Regions from separate parts of the Canis lupus genome. Here region 2 is linked to region 1. Evidence: chromatin contacts called from public Hi-C data. All regions are on one chromosome and are shown on one strand. Each heading gives the region's core, a stretch centred on a gene start, on an enhancer-like site or on the middle of the called end of the contact. The rest is flanking DNA. Distances are from core to core; before and after follow the strand shown. Region 1 holds the start of TBC1D14 (TBC1 domain family member 14). Region 2 overlaps TBC1D14 (TBC1 domain family member 14).

Region 1 (3,296 bases), core at 363-2,862:
CCAGGCCTCCTGCTTCCTGAGGCTTCCACATCATGGCCTCACCCCCGCAGCTTCCTCCTGGCAGCTCGGGGCCCAGGGAGGGCGGCCTGTGGCGCACCCCCGACACACCAGCTCCCGACACACCCGCTCAGCGCCCCGTTCCCCGCCCTGCGGGAAGGATCCCCAGGCCCCGTCTCTCCAGCCTCTCCTGCACAGAGAGGATCTGCGGCCCGGGCGAGGGGGTCTCTGAGGCCAGCGGAGTCCCTGGCCCCGGGACAGGGAGTCTGAGAACCTGGGGGTTCTGTGGTCTGGCAGCGGTTCCAAGAACCGAGGTCGGGCGCTCCGAGGGGGAGGGGAGTCGAGGGCCCCAGACGCCGGCTGCCCCCAAGCGCAGGGGTCCCTGGTCTGGAGGGTTCCCGAGGTGGGAGGGGCCGGGGGTCGGGGCCCCCCGGGATGCTGGGCAGGATCGCGGGGTGGAGAGGATCCCGGGGGTAGGGGTCCCAAAGTGGAGGGGTCTCCCGGGAGGGGGGGCTCTAGGCCCCCAAGGATGGGGTCAGAGACCTCGAGGGTAGAGGGGCCGGCGGGGCGGCGGCGCGCGCCGGGCCAGCCCCTCTCCCGCCGGGAGCCCGGTGCATCGCAGCACAAAACTTTCCGTCAAGTTCCGGAAAAGGAGCGTGTCAGCGCGCGCGCCTCTCCGAGGGCCGGCAAGCCACGCGCCCCCGGGCCCCGCGAGGTCACCGGGCCCCACGCGCTCCCCCGGTGCGGGGCGGGGAAGCGGCGGTCGCGCGGCGAAGGGTCGCCCAGCCGGGCCCCGAGCCCGCGCGCCCCGGCCCGGCCCGGCCCGGCCCGCCTCCCGCTCCCACTCCCGCCGACGCAGCAGCAGGTGGCACCGGCCCCCCTGCTTCCCTCCCTCCCGGCCCCCGCCAGACGCCCCCAGTACCGGAGTCAGCGCGGCTCCGACGCCATCCCCGGGGCCGGCGGGCGCGCAGCCCAGACCCCGGGACCCGCAACTTGCGCGACGAGGACGCGGGGCGCGCCGCAGGCGGTGGGCCGGGCGGGCAGGTGCGCGCGAGCCGCCCGCGGCCAACAGCGGCGCGCGCCCTCGCCCCGCCCCGCGCCCTCGCCCCGCCCCGCGCCCTCGCCCCGCCCCGCGCCCTCGCCCCGCTCCGCGCCCCGCGCCCCGCCCCTCGCCCCTCGCCCTCGGCTCGCCCCGCCCCCTGCCGGCGGCCGCCGCTCTTCCGCCCGGCCGCCGCCCCGCCCCCGCCCCGCCCCCTGCCGGCGGCCGCCGCTCTTCCGCCCGGCCGCCGCCCCCCGCCGCGCCGCCGCCACCGCTGCTCGCGCTCGACGTTCTCCCTGCTGCCTGCCACTCCTCAGCCGCTCGCCCGCCGCCCGCGGGTTCCGGAGCGCCGTCACCGCCCCTCTCCTCTCCCGAGGGCCCAGTGGAGCCGCGAGGGGAGGCCGGAGGGCAACTCCGGGTCCGCCCGGCCCCGGGGACACCTGCCAGGGGCCTCCGTACCTGGTCGGCTCCACCCGCGGCCATCTTGGAAGTGGGAAGCGGCCGGGAGGGGGAAGGGGCGCGAGCGGGCAGGGACCAGGCCTGGGGAGCCGAGCGGCGGAGCGCATCGATGGGCGCCCCTGGCCCCGGGCAGCTGTGCGGAGCGGCCGGCCGGCCCGGGACGTGCGGCCCGGGGGACGTGGCTTCGGCGGCCGCCCGGCCCGGCCTTAGTCTCTCGGCCTGTGAAGCGGGCCTTTCCGCCGGTTCTCCCGGGAGCAGCTGTTGTATGGTGCCTCGCGCCGGAGTTCCCACACCTGGCTGCACTTTGGTGCTGCCGAAGGATTTGGGGAATCCGACTCCGGTGCGCGTTAAATCACGGCTTCCGGAGACAGTGGGGTGCAGTGTGGGGACCCCTGGCCTCACGCTTCTGTGCGCTCTCTGGGGTCAGTAGTGCAGAAGCAGAGGCCGGGTCTGTGATAAAGCCGTGCAGCGTGGGCGATGAGGTCACGCCCCGGGCCCCAGGGCGGGACCGGAGCCGAGGGTCGGAAGCCAGCCGCCCTCCCCGACCGCCTCCCAGCGCCGCGCGGAGCCCCCGAGGGTCTAGGCTGCCGGCGCCAGGGCGGGTTTATCGTCTGGGCCTGGCACCTGGTCGGCACTTATTGTTGCGTTCTCTTCCGGGGCCGGCAAGAGCAGAGGACAAGCCTCAGTGGCTGGCACCCCGGAGCCTGAGGGCTGTCACTGGCAGAGAGCTGGATCAGCTGGATCGGAAGGAGGATTTGAACTGGGAGAGCGGTCAGGGGCCGGAGGATGGCCTCTCCTTTGCAGAAGGCATCTAGAAGCATGTGCTGGAAGATGCATTTGTTCCAGCCATGGCCATAAACCTTGTTTCTCCTGCCTGCGAGCTAGTCCTAGGGGTAAAAACTCTTAGAGCCTACTATTGGTTATGATGGCAGGAGGGGTGAGAAATTGTTAAGTGGCAGTCTCTTAAGAGAATATATTAACACCCTTTACGGTGCCTGGTGCGTAACAGAAGCTTTACAAATGCTGACTTTCCTGGGTGGTTTTCAGGAAAAATGTTGGGTCTCCTTCAAACCCCAACACCATTTCCATTTATTTTTAGAAAACACTAACAAGAAAGTACAGACTTGCTTCAGGCCTGACTTAATTAGCAGTGTAATAAATAGGATTAATAACTCTGCGTTTACAGTGTTCCTTGCACCTCCCCCAAATCCCTTCTTGCCCTCATTCTGAGTCCTAGGGTTTTAAAGCCCCACAATGACTGGGAACCATTGTTCTGAATCCAGAACCAAAAAAAAAAAAAATTATGGCCCACAGATTTACATTTGGCGCCCTCTGTCTGCCTCTTCCTCACCCTCTCCCCATCCTGCCGCCCGCGCCCTGCTCCCTGCCCCAGCACAGAGTCCCTCCCTGGGGTCCATCAGACACTTACACCCTCAGTGTGCCAAACAATTAAAAATACAAGGAACAAGATAAGCTGTGTGGGCATCCACACTTGTGTCACCTGTGAGACCCTCGGCGCCTCCCAGCACCCATCTGTGACACAGAGACAACTGTGGCAGGGTGGTCAGTGCCGTGTCCCCCTCTGCTGCCTCACTGCTGACTGCCTTCGCAAAGTCGTGCAGACTGAACCCCGAGATCCACAGGATTCTCAGCAGCATTGCTCCTTTGAGGGCTGCCAAGCTGTTGCTTGATGTAGACAAGCACCGGCTGTCAGGGTCCTCTGCTCAGTGCCAGGCCCAGCACTGACTGACCGGTCCTTGGCTGTGTCCAGAAGCCTTTCACCATCTACAAGGCTTACGGC
Region 2 (3,296 bases), core at 403-2,902, 62 kb before region 1:
CGATAACAACACATGTTGACATTGGAGGATGCCTACCCTGAAGACTCGTATGCTGACGTATTTAGGGATGTCATGACACCTGCAACTTACTTTCATATGATTCCATTTTATAAAATTAGAAAGACGCATGTTAAAATTAGTATGTTAAATGTCAACTATTGTTCAATCTAAGTGGAGCAGATACAGTGTTTACTGAATTCCTCCTGGAATGCTTCTGTAGGTTTAGAGTTTTTCTTCACAAGCAAAAGAGCCTATGTGATGGCTGGTGACTGTCCTTCAGATCTTGTCATAAATGGCCACCGGCTCAGAAGCACCCCCTGCCCTGCCCACTGGAGCCAGAACAAGGCCCTGTCATTCTCTCCCAGTGTCAGTGTCCATTTGCTTCCAGAACTAATCACATTTGTAATTACATGATTATATGATTAAGATGCATTTTCCTCAAGGGACAATGAAACCTCTCAGAGAGGGGACTCCGGTAGTCTCTTCACCACCAAAGGCCAATGAAATACATGCCACCTCCTTTCTTCCCTCCTATCCATCCACCCACCCAAGCACTTCTGGTGTTTGGCCCTGGGAATAAAGATGAACAAAGTCCCTGCCCTGGCATCACTCACAACCAGCAAGCTGATAACTGCTCTACTACAGGAGAGCTTAAGAAATCCCCCAGGTTTCCAGAGCCCCCAGAGGCAGTTGATCGGCCGGTGGGGTTACCTCTGGCTTTCTGGAAGCAGTTCCTGGAGCCATAGAGGGCTAACCCTGTATAGCTCTGTTCTCACAGATGAGTGGGTTCTCAGCTCTCCACACCTCCTACAACACCTAAGGCCACACACAAGTTAGAAATCAGCCAACCTCAGCCCACAGTCTCACCAAATTTAAATACCAGAGAGATATGCGTTAAGCATGTGTTAAATACGCATTAAAATATGCTTACCAAAACCCGCTGCTTATCTCTTCTGGCAGATTGTAGCCTGCAAGTGACTTTAACGGGTTTCATTTGCATTATTTTAGAATTGAGGACCACTCACAAAGTTTTAACTATATATTATACCATGTGATAACAGGTTGACTTTTACTAAATTTTGAAACTTAAAGCAAAAATCAGAAGTTAACAGAGCCTTTTCTCCATCTCAGTGTGGCTTTAGGTGGCTCATATCCACCTCATCCACCAGTAAAGAGCCCTTCCTCCTGAAGTTTTTGGAGTTAACCAGAGTTCATTCCCAGGCTTCTTGTATCTCTACCAGCACAGGGCATTTGCTTATTTGATTAATCTATAACATTGTCTTTATCCTCTGAGGTCAAGGAGGTAAGACTAATTCATTTGTTCAATGCAGCATTCTAGCAGATGCTGACAAACCCAACCCTGCTCAAGATCACTGGATCTCATGGGGATCAAAAGGTCACTGAAGAAAGAACTTCCCAGTCCTGGGGACTGGTTAAGTAAATCATGCTATACAGAAGACCATGACTTAGTGAGTAAAAAATGAGATCATGAAAGAATATTTAAGGACATGGGAAAATGCCTATGTTCTCATAAAAACAGGAAGAAAAACATCTACAAAGTAGTATGTTTTGAATTCTGACACTCATTCATCCACTTAACAAACATGTATTAACCACCCACTAAAACTTGGCACTGTTCCAGGCCCCACAGATAAAGCAATCATCGAGCAAACAAGCCCCAAACCTTGTTCTCGTAAATCTGTAGTCTAGCAGGGATTGAGAGGCAGGCAGTGACAAACAACTGAGCAAGAACTTAAGACAGGAAATACCAGAGTAGTGTGACAGTAAGAACCAATACAGGTGTGGTGGGTGGTCATTCAGGCAGGGAGGGCAGGGAAGATGTCTCAGCTCAGAACACCATCTTAGAGGGAGCACTAAGCTAAGACCCTGTGAGTCCCATTTAGCCTTAACGATGCCAAGAGGTAGGGACCGGGCTAGGCTGAGTGATGGCTCCCACATAAAGCCGTGTCAGAATCCCCAGGACCTGTGAATGTTACCTTCTATGACAGAAAGGACTTGCAGATGTGATTAAGGTGATGGGGAGATTATCCTGGATTATCAAAATGACCACATGCGTCCTGAAGTGTGGATGCAGAGGGAGATGGGACTACGGAAGGGAACACCACATGTCCATAGTGACAGACGTTGGTGAGGCAGCCACAGGCCAAGGAATGCCAGCAGCCTCCAGAAGCTGGAAAGGAAAGAAGAGACTCTCCCCTAGAGCTTCTAGAAAGACTAGCCTTGCCAACACCTTGATTTTAGCCTGGAAGATGCATTTCAGACTTCTTACCTCCAAAGCTATAGGATAATAAATGTGTGCAGTTTCAAGCCAAGTCTCTGACACTTTGTTATAGCAGCCCCATGACACTAACTCAGGCAGTGCCAGCATCATCCATTCCCCGGCCTCCTTGTCACCAGACACAGCCCCTGAAGCTCTGAGTGGCCTCTTTGGGTAGGCAGCAGATGGCAGGGCAGGATCTGAACCCAGGTCATTGGACTCCAGAGCCTCTTACTGCCAACTTCTCTGATGTGCTGCCTCTGAACTAAGGTTTCAATTTCCTACAACAGTGCTCCTTTCACGGGCCTTAGGCCACATTAGCGATGGGACACAGGTGTAAGACCAAGGAACAAATGCAGCACTTGCCTATGACCTCCGGGAACATCATGGGTAGTTTTTAGCGCCAATGCCAAGGCCCCATCCAAAGTGCTTCCACACTGACAAAGATGTTTTTTATTTTATTTTATTTTTTTTATGATAGTCACACAGAGAGAGAGAGAGGGAGGCAGAGACACAGGCAGAGGGAGAAGCAGGCTCCATGCACCGGGAGCCCGACGTGGGATTCGATCCCGGGTCTCCAGGATCACACCCTGGGCCAAAGGCAGGCGCCAAACCGCTGCGCCACCCAGGGATCCCGATGTTTTTTAAAAAGTAACACTCGGAGTTCAAGCTAGACAAGCCGCACACAAGGAATGTGGAAACTGCCTCGCCCCCTCCACAATCTGAGGTCTCTGAGTCCTACACAGCCATCTATGAAGAAGCACAGTGCACTGGGCTCTGTATTCTACACTGGACACCTAAAACAAGTCAGGACATCTAAGGTGGGTCAGTTGGTTAAGTGTCTGCCTTTGGCTCAGGTCATGATTCCAGGGTCCTGGGATCAAATCCAGCATCAGGCTCCCTGTTTGGTGGGGAATCTGGTTCTCACATTCCCTCTGCCCCTTGCCCTGCTTGTATGCTCTCTCTCTCACTCTCAAATAAATAAACGAAATCTTAAAAAAAAATAAAAATAAAACAA

Evidence for each region. Hi-C and Micro-C count contacts between places; a contact is called where the count stands out from the background.
Region 2: a contact with region 1 is called in a Hi-C map of blood, with 2.0 times the contacts expected there. The contact joins the enhancer-like site here to the promoter of TBC1D14 in region 1. A contact is called at or near these places in 3 of 9 Hi-C or Micro-C datasets (blood and liver).

The regions. Positions count from the first base shown.
Region 1 is chr3:59,516,073-59,519,368 of UU_Cfam_GSD_1.0, reverse strand. TBC1D14 (TBC1 domain family member 14) reads right to left here and starts at 1,612. Exons shown (of 14, transcript XM_038533087.1): 1 at 1,496-1,612.
Region 2 is chr3:59,578,422-59,581,717 of UU_Cfam_GSD_1.0, reverse strand. All of the region lies in intron 3 of TBC1D14 (TBC1 domain family member 14), which reads right to left. Among named protein-coding and RNA genes, the nearest start is that of CCDC96, 52 kb to the left of the region's middle. Within about 2 kb of position 1,652, at least 1 of the 20 cell types and tissues checked has an H3K27ac peak or open chromatin away from gene starts, as enhancers often do. A contact at or near this core is called in blood, where this site is marked.